Linked DNA regions of Oryctolagus cuniculus: region 1 is linked to region 2. A link is a contact called in public Micro-C data. All regions are on one chromosome and are shown on one strand. Each heading gives the region's core, a stretch centred on a gene start, on an enhancer-like site or on the middle of the called end of the contact. The rest is flanking DNA. Distances are from core to core; before and after follow the strand shown. Region 1 holds the start of COX18 (cytochrome c oxidase assembly factor COX18). Region 2 holds the start of ANKRD17 (ankyrin repeat domain 17).

What was found. Hi-C and Micro-C count contacts between places; a contact is called where the count stands out from the background.
Region 1: a Micro-C map of ear pinna shows a contact between it and region 2, with 10 times the contacts expected there. The contact joins the promoter of COX18 here to the promoter of ANKRD17 in region 2. A contact is called at or near these places in 3 of 6 Hi-C or Micro-C datasets (ear pinna, psoas muscle and an unstated tissue).

The regions. Positions count from the first base shown.
Region 1 is chr8:92,554,473-92,558,288 of mOryCun1.1, forward strand. COX18 (cytochrome c oxidase assembly factor COX18) reads left to right here and starts at 1,804. Exons shown (of 8, transcript XR_011378400.1): 1 at 1,804-3,816. It overlaps ANKRD17 (ankyrin repeat domain 17), which reads left to right. Exons shown (of 33, transcript XM_051820224.2): 33 at 1-413.
Region 2 is chr8:92,365,936-92,369,467 of mOryCun1.1, forward strand. It overlaps ANKRD17 (ankyrin repeat domain 17), which reads left to right and starts at 1,357. Exons shown (of 33, transcript XM_051820224.2): 1 at 1,357-1,943. The coding sequence starts at 1,530.

The DNA of each region.
Region 1 (3,816 bases), core at 554-3,053, 190 kb after region 2:
CCAGTCAGCATATACAAGCTCTTAATATACTGTTTATTATTAATTCAGTGTACTATTTTATATTGGATAATATTGATTCTTAACATTGGCTTTCCAGTCATCAAGAGTCAACATAAAAATTTCATTTTTCAGTAATTTAGTGGGAAGTATCTTATTTCTTTTCTCAGTTTGAAACACTTCTGGCTCTCTACACTTGTATATTATCAATGAAAAGGATCAACAGCTACCTTGGGCCAAGTAATAAAGCTTGCATTTGTCATTATGACAATTTATGGTAAATTCATGAATACACAGATTACAGTATAAAGTCTCCATTTAACCTGTTTATGTAAGATACAGGGCCACACTAAACTGCTCAGTGGGATTTATATATTCCATCCACTTGAAACAATAAATGGTAATGTATCCAAGAATATGTGTCCTACCCTGTCTCATATGGAAAAATAAATTATATGGTTGAAACACAAAAGTAAGCAAGCATGAAAGTGAAGTAATATATATATCAATTCGTCTTTTTTTTAAAAGTTAGACACAAACTCCACACTGATAAAACATAAATATTAACTAAAATTCAGAGATAGTATCCAGTTTTGACAGTATGGTTTCTTAACTTTTCAAATAAATGAAATGGATTTCTTCAGTCTGTAGACTGAGTAAAAAATAAAAAGGCAAATTCTCAAACATATCCAGAAGTTGTAAACAACACATTCATATCTTTTAATTTAGGAGGTGGTTTAAAATACATAATGTGGGTTTTTACTTATCTTTGATTAATATTCCCAAATATAAAGGAAAAGCTAAAAAATACCCTATAAAAATATAGCTATGAAGTAAAAGTCTAGCACTTTACTAAGAAAGTAGTATAACTTTATTTAACAGAGTATTCTGTATATGACTTTTGCCATATCTTTGGCCTAATTCTTTCCTGTGTTAATAACCAGGATTTTATATTACTATTTAAGATAACCCTGCTAGAGAACAGATACCACTTCATACTTTTTACAGAATCTTATTTGTGATGTTTCACTAAACTGAACCTTGGGAACTTTTTTTTACTTTAAAACTGTGGGGCAAGAGGATATAAATTGGAAAACATATTTAAATTTTGGGGTCAGGCTTGTTAAAAGTACAATACCATGGTGTTAGAAGCCCGTACTAGGGACATTTTTCAAAGACATTTTTTATATTCCCATGTAATGCAGTGCATTTTTATTTGAACAATAAAAAAACCTAATTTTTAAAGACCATACAGGTCTTTTTATTTCTATTTTGAAAGAAAGTATTTGTGTATATGCAGACTACATGATGTATTTATATTCTGTCATTCTTTTTTAAGGAGTGATTTAACTCTCAGAAATAATACTTGGGTTAGTTCACAAGGTAAATCCAAAAATAACTAATGCCCCAGTTATTGTATAATCTCTTTAAACCAAGCATTCCATTTCAGAGATGACTATTTCCCAGTTCCAAGAAAGTCTCCCATTTCATGCCTTTTCAACATATAAATTTTAGCATAACATTTTCACAGTCTGATTTTAGTAAATGAAAATTAATTTTTTGGTAAATTACTAATAGTCATTTTCATTCTCTGGTAGAAGAATAAATTACGTTTCAACTTATCCTGTCTTATTCATCACATAAACAGTACTACATCTGTCCTTTGATTCAAATGAACTATATTAACATTTCATAGTAGTTATAACAATTATTTTATACATTATATTCACTCATTAAAAACAGTACAAAGTGTTAGACTAAATGGAGAGATTCAAAATCACAAAACCTCTTCAGATACTCTGATTTACTCAAAATATTTTCACTTTACTGGTTTTCAAAAGTGTTCATTCCCACAGGTCTGGCACTTTTAAAATCAGGATTATTTCAGAATGATTAAAAACAAACCAGTTTATTCATTTTAATCACTGCAAGAAGAGATTCAGTACTCCCTTCTCTCAATGTATTTTTATTTTAGATAAATACATCTACCCAGATTACCTTACACTTTAAATATTAATATTAGGTATGGGCCCCTCAATATCTTAATATACCACCTCATTGATAAATGTGTAGTTAAGTCACTGCATTTGATTAACGCAAGTGGCTGGAATTTAAGATGAACAAATTAGTGCATTAATATACTTAGTATGTTGCATACCATGATTGCAGAAATATACAAAAATAAACTACAGGACAAACAGCTGTGTCATAAGAAAATTCATTTTATACTTCTGCCTTTAAGTGAATTAATATTTTTGAAAAATAAATGCCAACTCCACATGTTTGACTCTTGAATATTAAGATGAAAGAAGGGCCGGCGCCGTGGCTCACTAGGCTAATCCTCCGCCTTGCAGCGCCGGTACACTGGGTTCTAGTCCCAGTTGGGGCACCGGATTCTGTCCCGGTTGCCCCTCTTCCAGGCCAGCTCTCTGCTGTGGCCAGGGAGTGCAGTGGAGGATGGCCCAGGTGCTTGGGCCCTGCCCCCACATGGGAGACTGGGAGGAAGCACCTGGCTCCTGCCATCAGATCAGCACAGTGCTCCAGACGCGGCGGCTGTTGGAGGCTGAACCAACGGCAAAGGAAGACCTTTCTCTCTCTCTGTCTCTCTCACTGGCCACTCTGCCTGTCAAAAAAAAAAAAAAAAAAAAAAAAAAAAAAAAAAAGTTGAAAGAAGTTTTTCCAATAAAGAAGGAGAACAGCTATTTCTAGATAACATTAGTTTTAAAAAGTAATGCCTGAAAAAAATAAGAAAAAGAAAAGTAAATCTGATTCCAAGGGATAATTTTAACAATTACTCACAAAAAGATTTTTTGAAAAAGTTCAGAAGGCATATTTGGGGAATGAGAAATCTAAATGACTTTATGATGATAATAGCCTGTATTAAACTTTTGAGCACTCTTAATTCACTCTGCTGAAACAATATTGACCTGGTGGCTTAAACAACAATTTTTTAAATCATTTATTTAAGAGGCAGAGTTAGAGGGAAGGAGAGACAGCAAGGTCTTCCATCGGCTGGTTCACTCCCTATGTGTCCACGACAGCAGAAAGTGGGCCAATCCAAAACCCTGAAGCCTGGAGTTTCTTCCAGGTTTCCCATGTGGGTGCAGGGGCCCAGGCACTTGCGCCATCTGAGGCTGCTTTCCCAGGCGTGTTAGCAGGAAGCTGGATTGGTAGTGGAACAGCTGGCATTGGACCAGGTGCTCACAGGAATGTTGGTAGGACACGTGGCAGCCTAGCCCACTATGCCACAATACCAACTCCCTCACAGATAAAATTCTAAGAACATGATACTTCCCTCCTCTCCCTCCTTTCCTCCTCCTTCCTTTTTTTAATTTTTGCAAAACTGCATTTTCCATTTACCTGATAATCACAGGCTTAATGCTACACTAAAGAGTTCAAGTAAAAAGATGACTTCCTCAGGAGTAACAGGCTATAAATGATAAATCAGAAGATGTCAGTTTCACTAACGCATTAAGCCTTTTTTGTACTCTATTAGATGAGCACAAATCAGAGAAAACATTTGTCTTTTTGTGTCTGATTTCACTAAGTATAATGGTCTTCCGTTACATCCATTTTGTTGCAAAAGACAGGATTTCATTTTTAATAGCTGAAAAGTATTACAATATGTATTCAAACAATATACTCTTAAAAAATTTGTTCTGCCAGTGATAATTCTTTTTAAGTGCAAAGGACTTTTGTTGTTTTAAGTTTTATTTGAAGGGAGAGACCGATCTTCCATCTTCTAGTTCACTCCCCAGATGCCCCCAATGGGCCAGATCAAGCCAGGAGCCAGGAGCTTCCTGGCCTCCTAGGTGGGTG
Region 2 (3,532 bases), core at 107-2,606:
TAGTACTTATTACAGGGTAAAGCCTCTGGAAACAGACTTTGATTTCATGAGTTAGGCACACAGTAGGCAAATGAAGAATTTTTGCTTCAATGAATTGATTTAGTCATTGCCAGTTCTGCTATGGTACTCTGTAGAGTACTGGCAACTGTCCACATTTCATGTGGTATGCCAGTGCTAAAAAGAAGAAAAATGCTTAAAAAAAAAAAAGGCCGAGCACACTCAGCTAAATTTAGCAGTCTTAAAATGGCAACTCTGTCAGTTGAGACATACTTTCTATCTTGTGCCAGTACATCTGTCTTTGATGTTTGCTGCTTTTTCCTTATGCCACCGTACTCACACTAGACCAGAAACGGATAATTCTGAGTTCAATAAGCTACACTATCGGTTTCACAAGTCCTGCAAGTTCTTCAGACACTTAAAAAATAAACTCACAAGCTACATTCCCCTGTCCCCCATTTTCATTCCCCCCAAAAAAAGGTGATTATTTACGACGCTCACGTCACAGACGAAATTTGTACCTGCAAGGAGTGCACAGCTAGATCGGGGTCACTTAGTGCATCTCCTCTGAGTCTGGCTCAGTTCCCTCAACCTTCTCCTCTTTGCAAACTTTAGGGCTATAGTTATTTTAGACGTCTAGTCCACTTCCGTCATACAACACGTGTGTAAACTCAGGTTCAGGAAGTCTATGAGTCAAGACTTAAACTTAGGCTAGAAGGCTTCCTTCTCTTACACGAGGCCATGTCTCAAGAGCCAAAGCTCTAACTTTCGATTTGGCGGCGAAGAAAATGGCCAGGAATGAAACTACGTGCAGCAGTGCAGAACGAGGCCCCACCTCCCGGATCCGGTGGCCCCGGACTCCCGCTAACAAAGTGTCCGGCCTGCGCTTCCGCACCCGCTTCCCCCGCGGCCCAGGGCCCGCCCCACGCACCGCAGCGCTACGCGCGCGAAGGCTCCCGGCCGCGGCCCTGGAAATCTCACTTTCGCCTTTCGGCCGCTCGCGCGCCATCGCTCAGGCGACGGCTGATGGCGTCACTCGCACTTCCGCCTGCGGCTGCGTTCTAGTCACAAGCCAGGAAGGAAGAAGGGAGGGCTGCAGGGCAGTGTGTGGGGGAAGTAGCGAGGAAAGAGAAGAAACCCGGGCGTTCGCGAGCGCTCCGGCAGTAACCGCGGCTCCCCCTCCGTCCCCGCCGCCCGCCTTCGGCAGGCGCCCTGAGAACACTTCCCCCGCGTCTTCTCAGTCTCTCCTTCTCTAGGTCTCCCCGTCTCCCTCGGCGCCTCACCTCCCCCTCCTTGCTCCCTCACGCTCCCTCCCTTTCCCTCCCTCCCATCGTCAGGCTCCCCGCCCTTAGTATCGCGAGACGAGGTGAGAGCTGGCGGAGCGGCGGCGGCGGCGGCGGCAGTAGAGGTGACCGAGGCGGTGGCGGCGGAGGCGGCACCGAGTGCTGTGTCGGCCCCGGTGCGGCCGAAGTCGCGGTAGAGCGTAGCCCCCACGCCCCTCCCCCGTCCGCGCCCTCCCTCTTTCCCTGGGGATGGAGAAGGCGACGGTTCCGGTGGCGGCGGCGGCGGCGGCGGCGGAGGGAGAAGGGAGCCCCCCGGCGGTGGCGGCTGTGGCGGGCCCCCCCGTGGCGGCGGCGGCGGCGGCGGCGGAGGTCGGCGGCGGCGTCGGCGGCGGCAGTGGGGTTCGCTCGGCCTCGTCTCCTCGTGGGATGGTGCGAGTCTGCGACCTGCTCCTGAAGAAGAAGCCGCCGCAGCAGCAACACCACAAGGCCAAGCGGAACCGGACTTGCCGACCCCCCAGCAGCAGCGAAAGCAGCAGCGACAGCGACAACAGCGGCGGCGGTGGAGGCGGCGGCGGCGGAGGAGGAGGTGGCGGCGGCGGCACCAGCAGCAACAACAGCGAGGAAGAAGAGGACGACGACGACGAGGAAGAGGAGGTTTCTGAGGCAAGGGCCTGGGTTCCCAGGATGGAGGGAGGAAGGGACCTTAAAGGATAGGGGCCGAAGGTGGGAGGGGACTGGCGGTGGGGCCGAGTCCAGAGGGGCGATTTCGGTTAGGGACCAAGCTTTCGACTGCCCGCTTGCTTTTCAGGGCCTGAATCGTGAAGTGTGGGAGCGTTGCGGGGGGGGGGGGGGTGAGGGTGGCTGACACGTGGGGGTGGGAGGGACCCGGAGTCCACAGAGTTGGGGAACAGCGTGTTATCGTGGGATGGTTCCCACGGGGAAGGATGGAGGGAATTGATTCTTGATTTGCACACCCGGGCGGGGTGGGGGGTGGGGTGGGGGTGGGGGCTCCGCTGGGGCCAGTAGGGCCAGCTCATTCCCGGGGCGGGGGCGGGACCAAAACGGGAGGGGTAAGATAATAGGTAGATGAGTCTCTTGGGAGCCAGCAGGGGGTTGATACCTTTCTCCCAGTTGTGAGATGGAGGGGTGCAGAGGAGGGGAGGAGTGGAGGTAAGGTTGTAAGGGACTCAAGAGCTAAGTATTTGTGTATGTGAGAGACACGTGAGAACCTGTACTTTTCCATACTGTTCTGCAGCAGTTTTTTTTTTTTTTTTATAACTATGGTGACTGCCGAAGTAACCTTCACTTTCTCGATATCTCAGGGATTTTGGATGAACCGTTCTTATATCCACATATATTTATGAGCAACTGAGTGGATGAAAACTATTTCTCACATATACATACCTATCCATTTTCAAATACCTCCTTAATGGAGAAAGAATTAAGCTAGGGGCTGTTGTTTCCCAAATAATATGGGATAGACAGCCAAGCCGGTCTGCTTTGGAGCCAGGCTTGGTAATGGTGAGTTGGAATAGGAAGGCGTCTTGATTTGTCCTAGTGATCTGGTTTCATAATAACAGTTCATATTTTTTTTCCTGGGTCCACAGACAGGCGGCGTTGCAGGACTTTATTCCTCCAAGAAAGCCTTAGAACGCAAAAGCTCAGTAAAGCACACTGTACAGACAGACAACTAAGAGTTAGCCTTACGAGTTAGCAGTTCTTTTTCAGTTCTCTTGTCTCCTACATGAAATGGAAACTAGAAAAACCTTGATCTGGAGAAAGAAATTGCAACTTAGAGACAGCAGAGGAAAATAGCATTAAAGACTGATTATAAACTTAGTTCTAAGAACAACTGAATTATCTGGAAATACCACTTTCCTTGTATTCTCTCGCACATAGAACTTATCTTAGTACAAGGCTGATTTTCTGAAAGTTGCACTTATTGCATCTGAATTCTGTTTGAATAGACAAATAATCCTTTAAAGGGTTTTTGAGGCTTGCCTGTTAGAAGACTAGATTCTATTTTACCTCAGACTGAATGAAGTTATATAGGTAGAGATGTAAGAGTTGAATTATGTATACCAAAAAAATGGACCTGACTGCTGTTACATTGTTCAGCCTGTTGTATTCTGAGGATAGGTTTGTATTGATAGATTTTGATTGGCCTAATTGGATAGTTGAGGAGAGTATGTTCAGGCTGCACTTGACACAATGATGAGAAAGTTGTGATGAGATCCTTATCTCCAGTTAAA